Regions from separate parts of the Sus scrofa genome. Here regions 2, 3, 4, 5, 6 and 7 are each linked to region 1. Evidence: chromatin contacts called from public Hi-C, HiChIP or PLAC-seq and promoter capture Hi-C data. All regions are on one chromosome and are shown on one strand. The core of a region is the stretch at or near the end of the contact, and the rest is flanking DNA. Distances in the headings are between cores, read along the strand shown.

The links. Promoter capture Hi-C pulls out the DNA fragments that hold promoters and counts their contacts. Hi-C and Micro-C count contacts between places; a contact is called where the count stands out from the background. HiChIP or PLAC-seq counts read pairs in DNA pulled down with a chosen protein or histone mark.
Region 2: an H3K27ac HiChIP or PLAC-seq map of skeletal muscle shows a contact between it and region 1, with 3 times the contacts expected there. The contact joins the promoter of MRPS21 here to the promoter of SETDB1 in region 1. A contact is called at or near these places in 2 of 2 datasets of contacts at active chromatin or transcription factors (alveolar macrophages and skeletal muscle).
Region 3: a contact with region 1 is called in an H3K27ac HiChIP or PLAC-seq map of alveolar macrophages. The contact joins the promoter of MCL1 here to the promoter of SETDB1 in region 1. A contact is called at or near these places in 1 of 5 promoter capture datasets (liver), 5 of 47 Hi-C or Micro-C datasets (embryonic fibroblasts, epiblast stem cells, liver and 2 more) and 2 of 2 datasets of contacts at active chromatin or transcription factors (alveolar macrophages and skeletal muscle).
Region 4: a contact with region 1 is called in an H3K27ac HiChIP or PLAC-seq map of alveolar macrophages. The contact joins the promoter of PRPF3 here to the promoter of SETDB1 in region 1. A contact is called at or near these places in 2 of 5 promoter capture datasets (fetal liver and liver), 1 of 47 Hi-C or Micro-C datasets (embryonic fibroblasts) and 2 of 2 datasets of contacts at active chromatin or transcription factors (alveolar macrophages and skeletal muscle).
Region 5: a contact with region 1 is called in a promoter capture Hi-C map of liver, with 2.9 times the contacts expected there. The contact joins the promoter of RPRD2 here to the promoter of SETDB1 in region 1. A contact is called at or near these places in 1 of 5 promoter capture datasets (liver), 1 of 47 Hi-C or Micro-C datasets (embryonic fibroblasts) and 1 of 2 datasets of contacts at active chromatin or transcription factors (alveolar macrophages).
Region 6: a contact with region 1 is called in a Hi-C map of retroperitoneal adipose tissue, with 1.7 times the contacts expected there. The contact joins the promoter of ADAMTSL4 here to the promoter of SETDB1 in region 1. A contact is called at or near these places in 1 of 5 promoter capture datasets (liver), 6 of 47 Hi-C or Micro-C datasets (embryonic fibroblasts, epiblast stem cells, liver and 3 more) and 2 of 2 datasets of contacts at active chromatin or transcription factors (alveolar macrophages and skeletal muscle).
Region 7: a promoter capture Hi-C map of liver shows a contact between it and region 1, with 4 times the contacts expected there. The contact joins the promoter of TARS2 here to the promoter of SETDB1 in region 1. A contact is called at or near these places in 1 of 5 promoter capture datasets (liver), 3 of 47 Hi-C or Micro-C datasets (embryonic fibroblasts, epiblast stem cells and psoas muscle) and 1 of 2 datasets of contacts at active chromatin or transcription factors (alveolar macrophages).

What each region holds. Positions count from the first base shown.
Region 1 is chr4:98,291,779-98,294,478 of Sscrofa11.1, forward strand. It overlaps SETDB1 (histone-lysine N-methyltransferase SETDB1), which reads right to left and starts at 1,292. Exons shown (of 22, transcript XM_005663488.3): 1 at 1,134-1,292; 2 at 1-249. The coding sequence starts at 238.
Region 2 is chr4:98,793,840-98,796,539 of Sscrofa11.1, forward strand. MRPS21 (28S ribosomal protein S21, mitochondrial) reads right to left here and starts at 1,384. Exons shown (of 3, transcript XM_013988092.2): 1 at 1,194-1,384; 2 at 421-535. The coding sequence starts at 503.
Region 3 is chr4:98,560,714-98,563,413 of Sscrofa11.1, forward strand. MCL1 (MCL1, BCL2 family apoptosis regulator) reads left to right here and starts at 1,379. Exons shown (of 3, transcript NM_001348806.1): 1 at 1,379-2,211; 2 at 2,565-2,700. The coding sequence starts at 1,521.
Region 4 is chr4:98,770,310-98,773,034 of Sscrofa11.1, forward strand. PRPF3 (pre-mRNA processing factor 3) reads right to left here and starts at 1,322. Exons shown (of 16, transcript NM_001135965.1): 1 at 1,296-1,322. It overlaps LOC110260326 (a long non-coding RNA gene), which reads left to right and starts at 1,464. Exons shown (of 2, transcript XR_002343444.1): 1 at 1,464-1,696; 2 at 2,234-2,485.
Region 5 is chr4:98,733,313-98,736,012 of Sscrofa11.1, forward strand. RPRD2 (regulation of nuclear pre-mRNA domain-containing protein 2) reads right to left here and starts at 1,294. Exons shown (of 11, transcript XM_013988087.2): 1 at 1-1,294.
Region 6 is chr4:98,587,961-98,590,660 of Sscrofa11.1, forward strand. It overlaps ADAMTSL4 (ADAMTS-like protein 4), which reads right to left and starts at 1,295. Exons shown (of 19, transcript XM_013997190.2): 1 at 1,130-1,295; 2 at 545-618.
Region 7 is chr4:98,633,869-98,636,568 of Sscrofa11.1, forward strand. It overlaps TARS2 (threonine--tRNA ligase, mitochondrial), which reads right to left and starts at 1,450. Exons shown (of 18, transcript XM_003355197.4): 1 at 1,312-1,450; 2 at 789-985; 3 at 356-479. The coding sequence starts at 1,377.

The DNA of each region.
Region 1 (2,700 bases), core at 42-2,541:
GGTCAACATGGGCCACCTCGGATTCCTTCTGTATTACCCAAGTCTCCAACTCTGCTAGTTGCTTCTTGCGCTGCTGTACACAGTCCATCTTTTCCAATTCTTCATCAATGAACTGTCGAAGTTCTTCCATAGAGATACCCAGTTCCTCAACGACTGCCTGTTGCAGCTCTGCAATTTCTTCAGACTCCATTGCAGCTGCTGCTGCATCCAAACCAATGCACCCAGGGAGGGAGGACATACTGTTGTCCTCTATATAGAGAGCAGGAAACTAAAATTACTATAACGACAATACAGAATTTCAGTGACCTAACAAAACTCATTTCTACTCTGCTATTTGTTACTCAAATATATATAGGTAGGTTTGATTCCATGTTCTTTCTCCCCATTCTCCAGTGTCTGAAGCTGAGATTTTGCAGTTCTCACCTCTTGCAGGCTAGACTACAGACCTGAATAAAACGAAAAAGTTTGAGAGGGCGTGGAGAACACATATTACGCAACAGGGAGCTATCTAAAATGTTTTAGGAAACTGAAGAGAATCAACATATCGAAGAGATTTCTGTGACCTGTGTTCTTTAATTAACTAATTTGATATATCCCTGTTTGCACACCATGACTAACCTGAGTAAATATCCCCACCTGGAGCAGAGGATTTGGTCTGTAACTCAATAATTTCTTTTTAATTACTTTTCCCCCTACATTACTTTGCTTTCACATGGCAATTTACATTTTTAAAAAGTCTGTAATACTTAAGCAGACAAAAGCTTGCAGCAAAGAGGTTTCCCCAAAGTGAAAAGAAATAAAACAATTTGGGAATAAAAAATGTGGCTGCCTCAAATCGTCAATTCAAACGCCCCCACACTTTGGTGTTAACTGCTTTCCTGATCAAACGGTTCAAACAAAACTGACGCCAGAATGCCGCGCGACCCCAGTGCCAATTTTCACCGTCTCCATTTTTCTTTTGCCCACACGCCGCCCCACCCCCGTGTTACTCATTTTAGGGGTGCGTCCCACCCACCCGCGAACCCAGCTCAACCCCGCCCCCGATAGTCTCTCAGGGAAGACTTCCTACCCATCCTCACCCGACCTCCCACCACAAACAAACCATTCGAGATAAGCCCTTGGTCTCCAAATACCTCAATTAACAGTGTTTCCCACACCTCCCTGCTTCCAGCTACGATGGCTCTTTCTCACCGACCAGACCCCACGATTCAGGGGTCGGCCTCGGTAGGAAAGAACGAAACCGAAGGGAAAAGGGAGCAGGGGGAGGGGAAGAAGCGTGAGGGAGGGAAGGGGAAGAAAAAAAAAAAAAAAAAAAAAAAGACGCCGGAAGCAAACCTGAGGCGCTGTTCCGGTCGCCACGACGGTAGCCTGACGGGGTCAAATTCAAAGAGGCAGGGCGCCCCTAAAAGGGTGAGAAACGCCGCCTAATACGCATGCGTCAAAGCGGAGCCTCCCGGAGCACACGTGAGAAGAGTCTGGCTAAAGTAGGCGTGGCCTGGGGTGCATTGCAGAAGCTCCGCCTCTTCCACCACTCCAAGTGGTGGCAGTATTGCCAAGAGCCAAAAAGGATGAAAAGTTGTCTTTTTGGCAGTTGCACAATATTTCATAATATGACATAATAACCCATATTTTGAAATCTAGTTTTCAGTTTTTAGCCACTACAAATCACTCAGCAATAAACATTAAAATGGAGTTCCCCCTGAGGCTCAATGTGTTAAGAATCCTGGGTTAGGAATCCAGCTGGGGCAGCTGGGGTCGCTGTGGAGCTACTTAGAAACCCAGGCGGATGAGTTGCCCTGCCATAATGAGAGAACGCTAGAGGGTCTCGCGCTGGCAATTAAAGTGACTCTGGGCACTTTAATTTACAACTCATTGGTTGGAAATGAGTCATAAGGCCCTACCCAAACACAGAGGGGCCAGGAAGAACATTCACTCCAGGGAGGGAGAACCAGATGTATTTGATGAATCAGCACTGTTGACTACCACGGAATCTCGTCATTGCTTTAATCTGCCCAGCTATCTTTACACTAACTGCACCTAACTTCATTAAAAAAATATATAAACCTGGGGAGTTCCCGTAGTGGCTCAGTGGTTAACGAATCCAACTAAGAACCATGAAACTTCGGGTTTGATCCCTGGCCCCACTCAGTGGGTTAAGGATCCCACATTGTGGTGAGCTGTGGTGTAGGTCTCAGACGCAGCTTGGATCTAGCATTGCTGTGGCTCTGGTGTAGGACAGCAGCTACAGCCCTGATTAGACCCCTAGCCTGGGGACATCCATATGTTGCCGGTGTGGCCCTGGAAAAGACAAAAAGACAAATAAAATAAAATAAAATAAAAAAATCAGTGTTGGAGTTCCCGACATGGCTCAGCAGTAATGAACCCGACTAGTATCCATGAGGAAGTGGGTTTGATCCCTGGCCTCGCTCAGTGGGTTAGGTATCTGGCTTTGTGAGTTGTGGTGCAGGTCACAAATGTGGCTCAGATCTGGCGCTGCTGTGGCTGTGGTGGAAGCTGGCAGCTGTAGCTCCAGTTGAACCCCTAGCCGGGGAACTTCTCTATGCCATGGGTGCAGCCCTAAAAAAACCCCAAAAGAATCACTTTTCTAGACCATCACTCTTTCCCTACAGAGTTAACTCCTCCCTCTGTGGTTCTTTTATCTTAGTTCCTTTCCACTTGTGAGTTATCTATGTGTGTTTT
Region 2 (2,700 bases), core at 134-2,633, 500 kb after region 1:
TCTGAACCTCTAACACTTTTCCATCTCTTGCTTGCTTCTCTAAGATCCCAAATCTGAGTTCATGTTTCCCATTGGCCTTGTCCCACACCAATCCCTCGATCAGCTTTTAATATGTCATGTACTACCTTCCCCCTTACTAGCAACTTTCTAACTTGATTTTCCCTTTGGGTTTTTTTAAAATCTTGGATAGAATGCAGGTTCGTCATCAAAGATATGACTGCTGATGAATAACCTTCATACAGTTAAATTTGGGGAATAACTTCATTTTTAAGATAGAAAAATGAGGGGCTGAGAAGTTTCAAGTCTGTGAACACCTCAACTGGCACTAGTTTGAGACAACCTATGCCAGGGGAAGAGACAAAACAACCACCCTTCTCAAGAGAGTTGGTCTAGCCATGATTCTGGTCCCTTGGCAGTTACCTGTTTAGGGTCCTGTATGCACCTTCCACGTTCCCTTCCTGTACCATCACAGTCCTGGCAATGAACTTCAGATGATTTGCCATGACCTTGGATTTAAGTCGTTACTCTGCAGGACCTAAAGTATGATGGCGAAAGAAGTAAACTATAGAGATCAGGTAAGAAAGAGAAACACAACAGAATACAAAACCACGTGGCTTATTTATGGGTCTGGAAATGCATCGGGCTCTGGAATATGCGAGACAGGGTCAAGTCCTCATATTCTAGAAAGTACACGCGACTCCCTCATTCTCCTTGCCAATACAAACCCTACCATAGCGATGAAAAGAGACGGTAGCTGGCCGTCCTCACAGAAATTTACTTGCCTAGACAAGGGCCAACTGGGACACTTTGCAGGCGTTCCCCTCCCCCCTAATTACCGCTCACGGTCACAGGACGGTTTGGGGTAGGAGTTGGGAAGGGAGTCCTTCTTGGTGTTTAGGAACGAGGCCAACTGCGCCCTCCCGCCCCAATCTCCTCACTTCCCCCAAACCCAGGACGAAGCCCTCGCTCCTCAGCGCCCCGCCGACGCGAAGCCCGCCTCAAGCGGAAGCGGAAGTTACGTAATCCCCAGCGCCGCGCGCAGACAAGAGGACCCACCCGAGAGAGGAGCTAAGTGGAAACTGTGGAAACCGTGGCAACATTCCTTTTGGCCTGGATCGAAGGTTTCTTCACTCCCCCGGCTCATCGTCAACCCCCGGGCTTGAACTCAACACCTGGCAAAGCAAAATACTTGCCTTAAATTCCCCTCAAACAGCTTCTTCCGTCTTCTCTTGGAGTCGCCGTCCTTCGGCCTCTGAGGTCAGCCTGATTTCCGTACCCCTTAATCCTATTAAATCTTAAATAGATATCTAATCCTTTTCTTTTTCTGGAAGGAAAATGAGAGAAACAGGCGAAGCTTCCTGAGCATGCTTCCTGTTTTCTCTTCGCAAAGGACACAAATTCATTGAGGTCTGTCCTCCGGATGAAAAACAGCTTTACACCCCTTATCTGCCTGAAAACTTAGGAACAGAAAGGAAATGAACATACTCTGAGTTTCCTATAATAGCACCTTCCCAGCCATTTCACTAAATAAAGTGAAATCACTGAAGGAAGAATTGGGAAACATCTGCAGGATTTAGAATCAAAGACTATTTTATGTCAGCTTCTATCCCATTTGTCTCCAAGTGAAACTTAGAAATATCTCTTTTTTAACTTCCTCGTCACTGTGGAAAAAGCTTTCCTTTTATTTTATTCGTATGTTACTTCTACACATATGTCCATCCATTAATGGTTATTCACATAAATTCGAATCTACCGGAAGTGGCTACTGGAAAACAGTAGGGAAAGTCTCAAAAGAAGAAAGCAGGTTCTCAACCAGGTACTTGCGTAATAAGGTTCTTTGAGTACCTCCCCTAAAACACAGGCACATACACACACAGATGTATTCTCGTCAATTATGCTAATAGAATTCACACAGAAACTGAAGCCTGCTTTAGAATAAGCCAGGTTCAAAGTACCAAAATAGAGCTAGGTTAGGACATGACTATGCTCATCAGCAAGCTTTTATTGAAAGCCTAGTTTGTATCAGGAACTGTTGATAATATTTCAGTGTGTCTCAGACTAACAAAGCACAGTAAGTAGGTGTAAAAGATAAATAGTAAAACAAGGTAGAATATGGTAAATGCAAAACACATTATATAGGCGACAACATAATATGGTGAAAAAGCACTGGATTGGAAGTCAGGAGATCTGGATTCTATCCAAAATCCGATACTCATCAGGCATTTGACTTTGAACAAGTCTCTTAAACCAGAGGTCTGCACAGTACTGCCTACAGGTCAAGTCCAACTCCGCTTTTGTTTTTGTAAATAAAACTTCATTGGGGAGTTCCCTTGGTGGCACAGTGGTTAATGAATCCGACTAGGAACCATGAGGTTGTGGGTTCTATCCCTGGCCTTGCTCAATGGGTTAAGGATCCGGTGTTGCCATGAGCTGTGGTGTAGGTTGCAGACGCGGCTCGGATCCCCCATTGCTGTGGCTCTGGCGTAGGCTGATGGATACAGCTCCGATTCGACCCCTAGCCTGGGAACCTCTATATGCTGCGGGAGCAGCCCTAGAGAAGGCAAAAAAAAAAAAAAAAAAAAAAAACAAGAAAACAAACAAACTTCATTGGAACACAGCTCTACTGTTTGTTTATATATTAGGTATAGCTGCTTTGGGCTACATTGGCAGAGTTGTATAGTTGTAGCAGAGGTGTATGGC
Region 3 (2,700 bases), core at 129-2,628, 270 kb after region 1:
AGGATATAAAAGAAGGTGTTCAATAGTCATCTTGGATCACAGGAGAGTGAATCGATTAAGGAACTGCAATAGGATTACTGAACACTTGAGATTTCTGGCTATAAGCTTAAAGTGAAACCAGCAATGCACTTCCTTCTACAGCCTCTGAAGAAGAAACCGCTTTTGCACGCAAATTTGCTCAATCTCTTTCCCCTAAATAAAATCGCGTTCTAGAAAGCAGAGCAGAAAAAGCTACCTCTTCCATAAAGTCTTCCCCTAGCTCTCCTAGCCGAAAGTGAATTTTCCAGCCTCTTAATTCCAATATTAAGTTGTTGATGCCTCCTATATTCCATCTCACATTATGGTTTGTTGCTGTGCAAGATTTTACATTCCTTAAATAGATAAACCATTTCTTATTCACTACAACCGCAGGATGTTTCTCTCCAAACTTTCTGCCCCTTATTATAAAGCTCCATGCTTCTAGGTCTTGCCCAAATACATAATCCTGTGGTACAGGTGCCCTATTTCCTTATTAAAGTGATGTTTTCAGGAATAGGAACCATGCTCACCTTTCCTGCTTCTGTCCCTCAAATACTTTGCTCTTGAATTTTAGCTATTACTAATTTTACAGATCTTTTAGGAAAAACAGGTTGCTTCAATTAATGTTAACTCACATATATGGTATATAACAAGATCCATGTCCTTAAGGGGTTTACCCCTAGATTCAAATGTCTCTTATCAACGTAAGTGGTATCAAGAGTCTCAGAAGATGTAGTGAACGAGTAAGACATATATAAAAAGCATGAGAGAGATGGCGATGGGAGAAAGCAAATAGGGAGACAGGCATAAAATTTAGCTGGAGCAGAACAATTTCGCTTTGCGAATTTACGTAAAAATGATTCTATAGGTCAGTCCATGGAGCGTCCCCGTTTCCACACAATGTTGGAATGAGAGTACAGAGCTGAGGTTGCGCAAAATAACTACATTTTCCCAACAGTGTCCTCATATTCATCCATCCTAAGGCTGTGGTCCCGCATCCGTGGCAGAATTTACTCATCCCTCTTCCTCAATCTCCGAGTGACTCGAGGGTTAGGACTGTGGTGTGGGGGAAAAAAAAAACAACCCTCCGGTACAAAAGCAACAGAAGGGGCTTGCAAATCAGCACTCAGGGAAGCGACGAGGTAGCAATCCCCAGCCGGCCCAGACCGGCACGGGTGAAGAGCGCAAGCCCACCTTGCAGAGGGCTGGAGCCAAGGTTACGTAACGGGCCGCGAGAGGTTCGGAGAGCCGGAAGCCCCGCCCCCCGAACCGCCGGTTAGGTGCCGTGCGGTGCTGCATTCTCCGGAAGCTTCCGCCCCTTGCCCTTTTACGGGGGTTCAATTTTTTTTTTTTTTTTTTTAGAGAGTTGCTGACGCCACTGCGGACTGGTTCTAAAACTGCGATCTAGGAGTGCCTCTCTCAGACCTTACTTCCGCTTCCTTCCCGTAAGGAGTCGGGCCTCCCCCATTTTTCTGCCAAGGTGGTGGCGGCGGCGGCTTGCGATGTTTGGCCTCCAGAGAAACGCAGTAATCGGACTCAACCTCTACTGTGGGGGGGCCGGATTGGGGCCTGGAAGCGGCAGCAGCGCCTCCGCTCCGGGAGGCCGTCTCTTGGCTACGGGAAAAGAGGCCACGGCCCGGCAAGAGGTAGGGGGAGGGGAAGCCGGCATGGTGATTGGCGGAAGCGCCGGCGCGAGCCCCCCGTCCACTCCTGCGCCAGACGCCCGGAGGGTCGCGCGGCCCTCGCCCATTGGCGCCGAGGGCCCCGACGTCACCGCGACCCCCGCCAGACTGCTGTTCTTCGCGCCCACCCGCCTCGCGTCGCCGCCTGAAGAGATGGAATCCCCGGCCTCCGACGCCATCATGTCTCCCGAAGAGGAGCTGGACGGGTACGAGCCGGAGCCCCTCGGGAAGCGGCCGGCCGTCCTGCCCTTGCTGGGGTTAGTCGAGGAGGCCAGTAGTGGCCCCGGCACGGACGGCTCGCTCCCCTCGACGCCGCCCCCGGCAGAGGAGGAGGAGGACGAGTTATACCGGCAGTCCCTGGAGATTATCTCTCGGTACCTTCGGGAGCAGGCAACCGGCGCCAAGGACGCGAAGCCAATGGGCGGGTCTGGGGCCGCCAGCCGGAAGGCGTTAGAGACCCTGCGACGGGTCGGGGACGGGGTGCAGCGCAACCACGAGACGGCCTTCCAAGGTAAGGGGGTTAGTCGTGAAGGCTGCCCTGCTTTTTCTTTCTCTTTAGCTCTCTGGACTCACGCACCTTCGGTGGGTGGAAACCGAAACGAGTCCATGTTGAAACGACTCTTATCCCATTTCTGAAACCAGAATATTCTGGCCGTGAGTCATTGTTTCCGCCCACTTGATTCTTTTGGAAATGGCAGCTCTGTTCAAAGCCCGGAAAGGGTGGGATGTCAATTTTCAAGTGGGAACGGCCTAAATTCTATAGAGCTCAAATAGCGATTTCCCCCGTCGTGGGTGGGCAGGCGAATCGTGCCCTGGTTTAGACAAAGGAGGCGGTGAGAACCTGCATGCTTTTTTTCCTCTCAGGCATGCTTCGGAAACTGGACATCAAAAACGAAGACGATGTCAAATCTTTGTCTCGAGTGATGGTCCACGTTTTCAGTGACGGAGTAACAAACTGGGGCAGGATTGTGACTCTTATTTCTTTTGGTGCCTTTGTGGC
Region 4 (2,725 bases), core at 72-2,571, 480 kb after region 1:
GATCCGAGCCGAGTCTGCGACCTACACCACAGCTCACGGCAACGCCGGATCCTCAACCCACTGAGCAAGGCCAGGGATCGAACCCACAACCTCATGGTTCCTAGTCGGATTCGTTAACCACTGAGCCACGACAAGAACTCCGGTACAGTCTAATTAACTTCTGCATTCTTGGTAGGTTTATCCTCTATAAGACCTGTTGCTAAACAGTGTATTTAATTTTGGTATAACCATATGAAGCTAGTGAAGTCATGAAACTAGGAGTAAAAGATTTTGTGTCTTACTGACATGTTATATAATAAATCTATGATGGCTCTATTTACCCATCATGAGACAGCACTATAGCTTATCAATTTCAACATGCTAACTGTTCAATGCTCAAAAGAAGGGTATTCAGACAACATAGGGAGTGAAGAAAGAGCTCTTCCATTTACTAACCTTCTGTCAAGCAATTCCTCTGAGCCTCAGTTCATTCATCTTACAAAAGGAGGACAACTGCCATAGCTATCTGGCACTTAATTCATTCAGTAAGTATTTACTGCACAACAACTAAGTGTTAATGTAGTGGGATACTGCCAAGGATACATACAACAGTGAACAAAAGAGACAAGAATCCTCACCTTAGAGGGCTTATATTCCACTAGAACTGAATCATAGATTAGAAAGTTTAAGCCGTTTGAAAATCCAAAGCAATAAACGGGGTACCACTCTATAAACGAACCGTATGCCCAAGCACTATACTTATGTACTCAATTTCAACCCATTCCCTCCATAATATAACGTGCAGACTAAACAGTCAGTGGGCAAAAATCAAACTTCCAAATAGTAACTAGCTTTGTCATTAATCAGACGTTCAACAATAACTGCGTGGGGCGGGGTGGGGGTGGTTACGGTGTGGAGGGAGAGAGAGGAAGGCAGAATGATCTCAATGAGCAGGTAGCAGAATCTAATCTTCTGAAGGAATTCCTTACTTCGTGCTCTTCTTTGCTACAAGTCGAATTTCCTCCCTTAAACCCTATCCTTTGCTTTTTGCTCTCTCCATCTCTCTGACCGGACCCTTTCCCCACCTTGTTCTACCCAAACTCATCTCAGAGGTAGTCTCCTCACCCTGTCCCTTTCCCGCCCCCGCCCTTTTCCTCTCAACAATCTCATTCCAACCCGTTCTCGCACAGAACCTGGTTCTTTCCTCAGCCTCCTTTCTGTTGAACCTCCCGCCTCGGTCCTCCCTTTGGACTGAAACTTAGCCCCAGCCGCTAGGACCCGAGCATACCCTCTCTGGGCCCGGGGCCACTACTCACCTCACAAACTTCAGCCCCTGAGACGGAGCCCGAACGTTACACCGGAACCGGAAACCCTCCGACCGCCCTACGGCCTGCCGTCGCTACCGCCACGGCTGCTGCCTCGCCACGGTCCCACAACTTGTGACGAAAGAGGGCGGGGCCCCGGTTCGCGCAGCCGTAGTAGCTACTTTTCCGCGGCGGAGCGCATGCGTGGCGGAGCCGTAACGATTTCCCCCGGCAAGCTACTTGGCTCCTTCGGTTCCCCGTGCTAAACCTGTTAACTACATTAGCGCAAAATTAATGTTACCTGAAGCATAAATTGAGCTGCTTGTAGTATTCCCGTGGAGAATAAGTGCGCTAAGGCTATGGCTAGAACTAAAAGCAGAGCTTCTGCGTTTGGGCTAAACCTGGACTTTCTGGTAGGAAGTAAACTTCAGAGTAGTGATCGTTAGTATTAACCACTCTCTCCTTAGCCTTTGTCCTTAACAGTGGTGCCAAGAGACCCAGAAAACCGACTAGTGTGGGAGGAGTCTGAAGATAGTACCCTCTCACACACCTTTGTTTCTTTCTTCCATTCATTCGCAAAACAAATAATTGCTGGCAGTCTAGTACTTTTTAGGCCCCACCTGCAGCATATATAAATTCGGGTTAGGGGTTGAATCAGAGCTGCAGCTTCTGGCCTATGCCACAGCCACGCAGAATCAGAGCTAGGACTGTGACCTACACCACAGCTCAGGGCAACACTGGCTCCTTAATCCACTGGGCAAGGCCAGGGATGGAACCTGTGTTCTCATGGATACTAGTGGGGTTCTTTACTCGCTGAGCCAGGACAGGAATTCCTAATCAACCATTTTGGTCCTCAACTAATCCTTACCTAACAAGCACCTTTACTTCTTGCCAGCTCCAATTATAATTCTTTTCTTTTTTTTTCTTCCTTTTTACGGCCTAACTTGCAGAATACAGAAGTTGCTGGTCTAGAGGTTGAATCGGAGCTGCACCTGCTGGTCTGTGCCACAGCCACAGCCACACTGGATCTGAGCCGCACCTGTGTTCTACACTGCAGCTTGCTGCAACACTGGATCCTTAACCCACTGAGCAAGGCCAGTTTGATGTGGGATCAAACCCACATCCTCGTGGATACTAGTTCTTAACCCCAATTATAATTCCTCCAATTATAATTTTTAATAAACAACTTATTTAACTACCTGTAAGCTTGTAAGCCTCCCCAATTTTGTAGTCCAGCAGAACACGATTCAAGTGCTTCTTAAACCTGTGTCTCCCTCAGTAAAGAACTTATATAAAGCTAAACTCATGAAGTTCCCACTGTGGCCCAACAGGATCACAGCATCTCTGCAGTGTTGGGATGCAAGTTTGATCCCTGGCCTGGCACAGTGGGTTAAGGACCTGGTGTTAGGCTGCAGTTGGCCCAGGAACTCCATGGCTTTCCA
Region 5 (2,700 bases), core at 44-2,543, 440 kb after region 1:
GGCGGCGGCGGCGGCGGCGGGAGCCGGCAAAACAATCACTGCGAGTGCGTGAAAGCCGCAGGTGGGGAGGGAGGCCAGGGGGTGGAGATGGTGCACGCGCTAGGCTCTTCTGGAGGTAGGACGGGAGGACCAGCTGCTGGGCACGCTGGTGGCTCCTACACGTTGCAAGGAGGGGCTGCGGGTTTCGAAGGTTTATCAAAATTGTTCAAAGGATTGTGTTTAAACCAGTCAGTAATCTCGGAAGAAACGCAGAAAACACGTCCTGCAAAGCCTTTTCTAAACGCCTGGCCCAGAAATTAATGGTTTTATACTCTTCGGCTCTCAATGCTTAAGCCCCTTCCCCACACTCCTCTAAGAACGGGCGTTAATATCTTACAGTTAATACTACCCGACTGCCCCTTCAGCTGCAGAAATCTCTCTCCCCTTTAGGTCCTCTAACACAGGAAAGGCCCAAGGCTACCTAGTCAGGATTTTTTTTGCAACGCAATAGCAGCAAAGGGACAGCAACAGTATCGCGCACGCGCTGCTTGGCTCCGCCCCCCCGCTTCCTTCTCAACCTAGAAAGCGGAGGGAGGCGTGATGGCGGGGCAACCTGGCCAATCAAGGGAGAGGAACGAGAAGCGCGCGCAGAAGCCCACAAGCCCCAAGGGCTAAGGAGACACTCCGATTATTTGTGCGCCTGCGCAATAAGCCAGCGTGTAGCGGGTTGGGAGGAGAAACCTGGAGGGGAGGGTGAGGGAGTTGGTCAAACTAAGGAGAGGTTGGGGGAGGGGCTTCACCGCTCCACCCGGCGTTTTGCTTCCTAGCGAGGTCTCTCTCGGAGCAGTCCAGCTCACACAACAGGGCCGAGAAACTCCCACCGCTTAGCAGCCACTGTTACGTTCTGGCACCTGCAGCTACCGCCGCCGCCGCTGCTGGCAACTCCTTGGGGCATGGAACGCGACAAAGTACCTGGCAGCCATTTTGCCGTGTCTCAGACGATGCGCATGCGCCAGCTCCCTTGCGCCATTCACTACGCAGACTCCCAGACCGAGCAATATTTTACACTCTCCTTGGACAATACCATTTACAGCCACTTGACGTTGGATTATAGGGAAAGGAAGTAAATGAAGTGAAACGGAAAATTTCCCTGTAGAATTTGAGACGAGAAAAGAATAAAAGGCGAAGTAATCGCACCTTCACCAATTATGGTACAGTTTCATAACTGCATGAAACATAGTTTCCAAAAGACTTAGATATCTATTGTATTGATTAGCACAACCTAGATTAACCATGCCATCCCATTTTCCTATGTAAATCATCTGGACAGATTTGGAGGCTCCTGTGTTCCACTAAACACGTGTAATTATTGTATTTTAACTCTTTCACTCTCCCTAGTAGACTCAGGTTTCTTGAGGCGAGGAACCTGTTTTGTCAAGCTCAAATCTAGTATTTGTTAATTCAACAAAAAGTTGTCGAACGTCTTATGTCAAGTACAGTTTTAGACGTGGGGGAATACAGCAAAATGACAAAGTCCCTTCCCTCCAGGGCTTAGTGGCAGGAGACCATAAAAAATACATATATCAGGAAGTAATAATTTCTCTCAAGAAGCATGAAGCAGGGTAAGGGAGAGGAAGGGCACTGCACATATAACACTGTAAGAGAATGGGAGTGAGAGTTTGGTGATCAAGGATGGCTTCTGGTAGTAAGTGATACTTGATGTGAATGTTGAGAACAAGGCAACCAAGCAAATATGGGAAAGGGGGAAGAAAACATGGTGGCAGACAGAACAGCAAGTGTAAAGGACCTAATACAGGAATGTTTTGATACCTTAGAGGGAAAACAAGGAGGCCACTGTGGCTAGAGAAGAGTAAGAGAGGCGTCAAGTGGTAGAATATGAGATCTCAGAGATGAAGGAAAAGAGTTCACATAGACCCTGGAAGGCCACTGGAAGGACTTTGGCTTTTAACGTTGAGTTGGGGAGCAATTTTAAGCAGAGTGTTTTTAAGAAGAAAAGTTACATCGCATTCTTTTTAAAAGATCATGTTGGTTGTTGTGTGGAAAATAGATTTTGGGGAGTTCCCCGGAGCAGCAGAAATGAATCTGACTAGGAACCACGAGGTTGTTGTGTTCCTTCCCTGGCCTGGCTTAGTGGGTTAAGAATCTGGCTTTGGGAGTTCCCATCGTGGCTCAATGGTTAGTGAATCCGACTAGGAACCATGAGGTTGTGGGTTCGATCCCTGGCCTTGCTCAGTGGGTTAAGGATCCGGCGATGCCATGAGCTGTGGTGTAGGCTACAGACTTGGCTCAGATCCCGCGTTGCTGTAGCCACTGCTACAGCTACGATTAGACCCCTAGCCTGGGAACCTCCATATGCTGCGGAAGCGGCCCAAGAAATGACAAAAAGATAAAATAAAATAAATAAAAATAAAAGAATCTGGCTTTGCCATGAGCTGTGGTGTATGTGGCAGACGTGGCTCGGATCTGGTGTTGCTGTGGCTGTGGTGTAGGCCAGCAACTGTAGCTCTTATTAGACCCCCAGCCTGGGAACCTCCATATGCCTCGGGTGTGGCCCTGAAAATAAAAAAAAAAGGAAGTAGACTTTGGAGAGTTCCCGTCCTGGCACAGTGGTTAACGAATCTGACTAGGAGCCGTGAGGCTGAGGGTTCGGTCCCTGGCCTTGCACAGTGGGTTAAGGATCCAGCATTGCCATGAGCTGTG
Region 6 (2,700 bases), core at 45-2,544, 300 kb after region 1:
CCTCTCACTGGAGGGAGGTTGAAGGGAAGGAGAGATGGGGTGATGGTCACTGTCTACCCCTTCTTGCTGCCAGGCCCCTCTCCAATCCCTCTCTGCTTCTGCTCGCAGCTACCCCAGGTCTGTATCTTGCTTTCTCTCTCCATGGGTCTACCCAGTACACATAATCCTGTCCTGAGCTGAGTTTGGCTTTGGCAGTTCCCTGGAGAAGTGAGGGGTGGGGGGTGGGGTGACGTGAGCTCCTGGGGCCATGGCCAGGCCTGGCTCCCTCTCTGGAAAAGTCCTACCCCACCTCCTGCATAGCTGGGCAGGGGGCCGACACCCCCTCCACTGCGGAAACAGACACACATTTGTGTTTTTCACCCTTTTCATGTTCCTCATCTGGTGTGTCTCACCGCCCAGGGTGAGGAAAGGAGAGGTCAGAAGTGGTCACCCTTGGGCCAGGCTAACATTGGTCTAGACGAACCTGGGCTCCTCCCGGCCACACCTCCACACTGGCCAGTGAAGATTAAGGAGAGACTAACCCCTTCACCCCCAGGGGACCCACCTCTGGGAAATGGGTGCCACGGAGGGGCAGGAGGCTGGACAGCAGGTTCCAGGGCTGGCTGGAGAGTCCCTATGCTGAGAGAAAACACTTTGGTTCTCCTTGCACCTTCCACTCCTGAGTGAGGGAGGCCCAACCCGACAGGTGTCCTTCCTTTCCAATCAGGCTGAGTTTGATCACGGGCACCCACCAGCACCCCTCCCATCGTCCCTATCCCCCAACTCCAGGGCCAAAGGACGGGGGTGGAGGGTGGGATACACATCCTCCAGGAGCACCCTTTCAGATGAGGGCAGGTGGCGCCCGGCGCATGCCGCGAGGTCCTGCGTATGTTTTCCGACTTTATGACTTAGTAGGAATTTTGGCCGGGTGACGGGGCCAGCGTTCCAAGGGATCAGACCCCCTCCCCAGGAATCCGGCCCCAGGGACTGGAAGATCTTCCGAGGCTCTAAGAGCTGGGGCCGGGGTCGTGGCTGGGGCGCGACCCTGGGGAGCAGGGAACTCGGGTGGCGCGGGCGCGCAGGGCCGGTGGTCTAACGGGACCTGGGAGAGAGGGCAGCCGGGGCCAGGGGTCCCAGGGAAGGTCTGTACCTGCTCTTCGAGGCCCCGGCGGCCCGTTAACCCCTCTGCGCCCGGGCGCTCTCTCGAGACAGCTTTGCTCCGCGGCGGCCACGGCGGCCCTTGAGCCGGGCTCCGGACTCTGCCGCCTCCGGCCGCGGCTCCGCCCCCGCCACGCCCCCTCTCCGCCCCCACTCCGCCCTCCCGCCACGCGCCCGGCCCGCGCCCCTCGCCGGCCCCCGGGTCTGGGCGGCCCACCCCGAGCCCCCGGCTCGCTAAGGCCACCCACCCAGAGTAGCGGGACTAGCTACTCCCGCCCGGCGCCCGCCGACGGCTCGAGGGGGCGAAGCCGAAGGGGTCCCAGCCCTGTTCGAAGACAGCCATCGCCCCCGGGCACTGTCTCCCGGCCTGGCTGCGGCTCGGGACTCCGGGACCCGGGCCTCCCAGCCGGCTCCGAGTGGGCGGTGCGAGTGCTGCGCCTGCCCTGGCGGGGCGGCCGCGAGGGGCGCCAAGGGGCTGGGTGGTTCCTGTACACCAGCGGCGTGGACGAGCCTCTGGGCCCAGATCTGGGCACTGCTGGGCCGAGATAGACCCGCACGATCCCAGATGCCCCATCGGCGGAGGCCCTCTCCTCCACGCAGCCTCTGGTGCAAGCACACTCTCATCCCTGCCTCTCCCACGTTTGGCTGTGAACCATGTGGTTCTGGCTGCTCAGGGGACCTCTATGAGCCTCGGTTTCTTCTTTTTCTTCTTCTTCTTCTTTTTTTTTTTTTTTTTTTTTCTTCTTTTCTTTTTTGGTCTTTTTAGGGCCACACCAGGGGCATAGGGAAGTTCCCAGGCTATGGGTATAACCAGAGCTGCAGTCCCGGCCAACACCACAGCAACGCAGGGATCCGAGAAGCTTCTGAACCTATGCCACGGCTCATGGCAAGACCAGATCCTTAGCCCGCTGAGCGACGCCAGGGATCGAACCCACATCCTCATGGATACTTGTTGGATTGATTACCGCTGAGCCAGGAGGGGAACTCCAAGCCTAGGTTTCTTCATCCATAAAATTTGACACACAGGGCATAGCGGGAGGAATGCGCTGACTTAGGAGTCAGACGATTTAGATTTGAATCTCTGCTCCAGGACTTGTCAGCTCTGTGGTCTTGGATGAGTACTTCAAACTTTCTGTGCTGCAGTTTCCTCATCTGTAAAATGGGCTTATCTGATTCATATGACAGGCTTGGAGATACGTCTGTCTATTTATGGAAGAATACATCCCAGACTCAAAATTGGAGACAATACCTGGGGAGGGGTTGTGGGGTTAGGAGGCTGTCACTCTATGCTTATATGTTTTTGAATTTTTAACCATGAGCATTATCTATGTCATTAGTTAAAAACAAAGAAAAATAATATATACAAAATGGCTGACAGTAGATAACAAATGGACACTACGATTTAAATTTTTATTTGCCATTTATTCATCAACCGCAGTCGTGTATTATTGAGTCTATTCAGTTTGTTTGTTTGCTGTATTTTTTTGCTTTTTCTAGGGCCACTCCCTCGGCATATGGAGGTTCCCAGGCTAGGGGTCTAATCAGAGCTGTAACCGCAGGCCT
Region 7 (2,700 bases), core at 200-2,699, 340 kb after region 1:
TGAGGACACGGGTTCAATCCTTGGCCTTGCTCAGCGGGTTAAGGATCTGGTTTGCCATGAGCTGTGATGTAGGTCGCAGGTGCAGCTCAGATCCAGTGTTGCTGTGGCTGTGGCGTAGGCTGGCTGCTACAGCTCCGATTTGACCCCTAGCCTGGGAACCACCATATGCCTCCAGCGCAGCCCTAAAAAGACAAAAAAAAAAAAAAAAAAAAAAAATCAAAAAAGATAAGCAGTCCATGGTAGGCCTCCCTCTCAACTGAAAATGGAGAAACTGAGGCAAAAAAAAAAAAATGCTAGAAATTCCCACTTAAACATCTCTTAGCAGCCCCTATATCCCAATAAGGAAGAAACGTACTGCTTTCCCCTCTGCAGAATCGAATGTCAGAAATCTGAGGTCAGAATCTTTTTCCAAGGGCCGTTCCAGATCATAAGGTTCTCCATTCACTACAGCAGCTACTGCAGTATCTGCCAGTTTTGAACTTCAACAGTGGGGGTGAGGATAAAAAAAGACAAGGTTACAAGCTACAGAGGAAGACAGGAACTAATCCTTAGCAACTCTAAACTTGCGAAGGGGAAATGTATTACCAGAACACTGGAATCTTTTCTTTTTTTTTCCCCTCAATGCATAATAGAGAAAGGTCAGAGACCATAAAACTAATGCAGATAAAAAGGAATATGCAGGAAAGGCTATCTTGATGGGGATGGAATAAACATGCAGAGTTCTTTCCCTGCTCAAGTAAACAAAGTACAGAGGTAGGTTTACCCGGTAGGTATAGAAGGCCTGGTACCTGATCTGCTGAGCTAGTTGGTAAGGGGTTGTGTTCCATGCCACAGCATCCACTTTCCTGCCTCCAGGAAGCGATACCTTAATAGCCCGGTGTTCCTTCTGCGCCATGCTTGCTAACTTCTTTACCTGGGCGGTCCATAGCTCCTCAAAAAAGCCAAGCCGCTCTACCAACCAGTGTGGAGGAGTGGGCACAGCTGCCTGGAGGAAAAGATGTTAGGAGGTAACACAGGTCCCAAAATTCCTTATTGAGCTTGGGGGTAGTGGGAAGTGAGAACATTTAAGTGGCCATGATCTTAAATCCCAGTCTTTAAAAAAAGAATGGGAGGTATAAGGCCCTAGGCTGGGAGTGCTACATTCCCCAGACGGCTACCCTAGGAAAAAGATGGCGTACCTAAGGGCTACGGTAGCCGGGTCCCGAACGTAGGGCGGGAGTAGGGGGTGTCAGATGGGGTTGAGAGCCTATACTTTGGGCTTCAGCTGCGCTAGGTCCGATGTGTTTCGGAACTTTTGGGTACCTCACGCACCGTGTGCAGCCCGCAGGCTTGTAACCCTGGGAGCCGAAGTCGCCGCCACCTCCGATACAGCCCCATGTTCCTTCAGACCCGTCACACAGCCTCAAATAAATGATCGCTCCTTCTCTTTTGTCGGATTCTTCATTGGCTGCTGGCCCAACAATACCCATGCCTATTGGTTGTTATAGCTGTCACTCCAGTCTGGCCCCACCTCCAGGAACTCCGAAGCGGTATACCCCACACAGCACAAGCAGCGGTGTGGGTGGTTCCGGGTGACCGGAAGACCTAAGCTGATGCACACAGGGAATTCCAGTACCTGCAGAGTTTCAGACCAAAGTAGCAGTAAGATATGCTGCGGCTTTAAGGACAGAAGCAGGGAAACTTAGAGAGTGGGAGAAAAACGGACCAGAAGGGGTTGTTATTTCCTTTTAACTCTAAGTTTTCTTTTACACAGGCTTCACCGGGATGTGAAGTGAAGGAAACAGGTAAGAGCATAAATCTGGAATGAGACAGACCTGGTATAAATCCTGGATCACTGCGTAATTTGGGGTAAATTAATTCCTTTTAAACTTCAATTTTCTCATCTGTAAAATGAGAATAATAATATCATTCTGGTAGTTCTCATGTGGCTTAACGAGTTAAGGATCCGGCAGTGGCCCGGGTTGGATCCCTGGTCTGGTAACTTCCACATGCCTCCGTGTGCAGCCAAAACAAACAAAACAAACAAACAAAAAACCCTTAACTGTTGAGGTTAATTTTATGTAAATCGTCTAATATACTGCATGGTCCACAGTAATCGGCAACAATAGCAACAATCCATGAGAAAAAATGAATACAACATATAACAGCTTTGAGGCTGGAGCAAAACAAAGACTTTAAGGCTGGAGCAAAACAAAAGCAGAGGGCACTCCTTGGAGTCCCTTCATACTCGGTGCTTAAAGAAGGACCTCTGAGACCTCTTAGACCGTACACATGAGGAATTTAAGATCAGAGAAGGTAAGTGATTTAAGATCAAACAGTAAGCACTGACGCTGGATTCTCAATCCAAGTCTTCTATTCTTCTACCACACCAGACTCTCTCTAGTAAGAATTTTATCCCCAATATAATTCCCCCACCACTTAAGAAAAAAAGTTCCTGACCCTAGAATCTTAGCTCTCTGCTTTCTACACAGGACCTTTGCCTCTCATTCCCATCCAAGCTCTCAACTTCCTTTATCCCTTCTCTCCCCTCTCCCTATATCTAGAACATAAGACTAGATATATTTGATTTGTTTTACACAGTGAAAAATGAAACACAGGAGTTCCTGCTGTGGCACAGCGAGGTAGGAATCCAACTGTAGCCACCTCAGGTGGCTGCAAAGACTCGGGTTCCATCCCCTGCCAGAGCAGTGGATTAAGGAT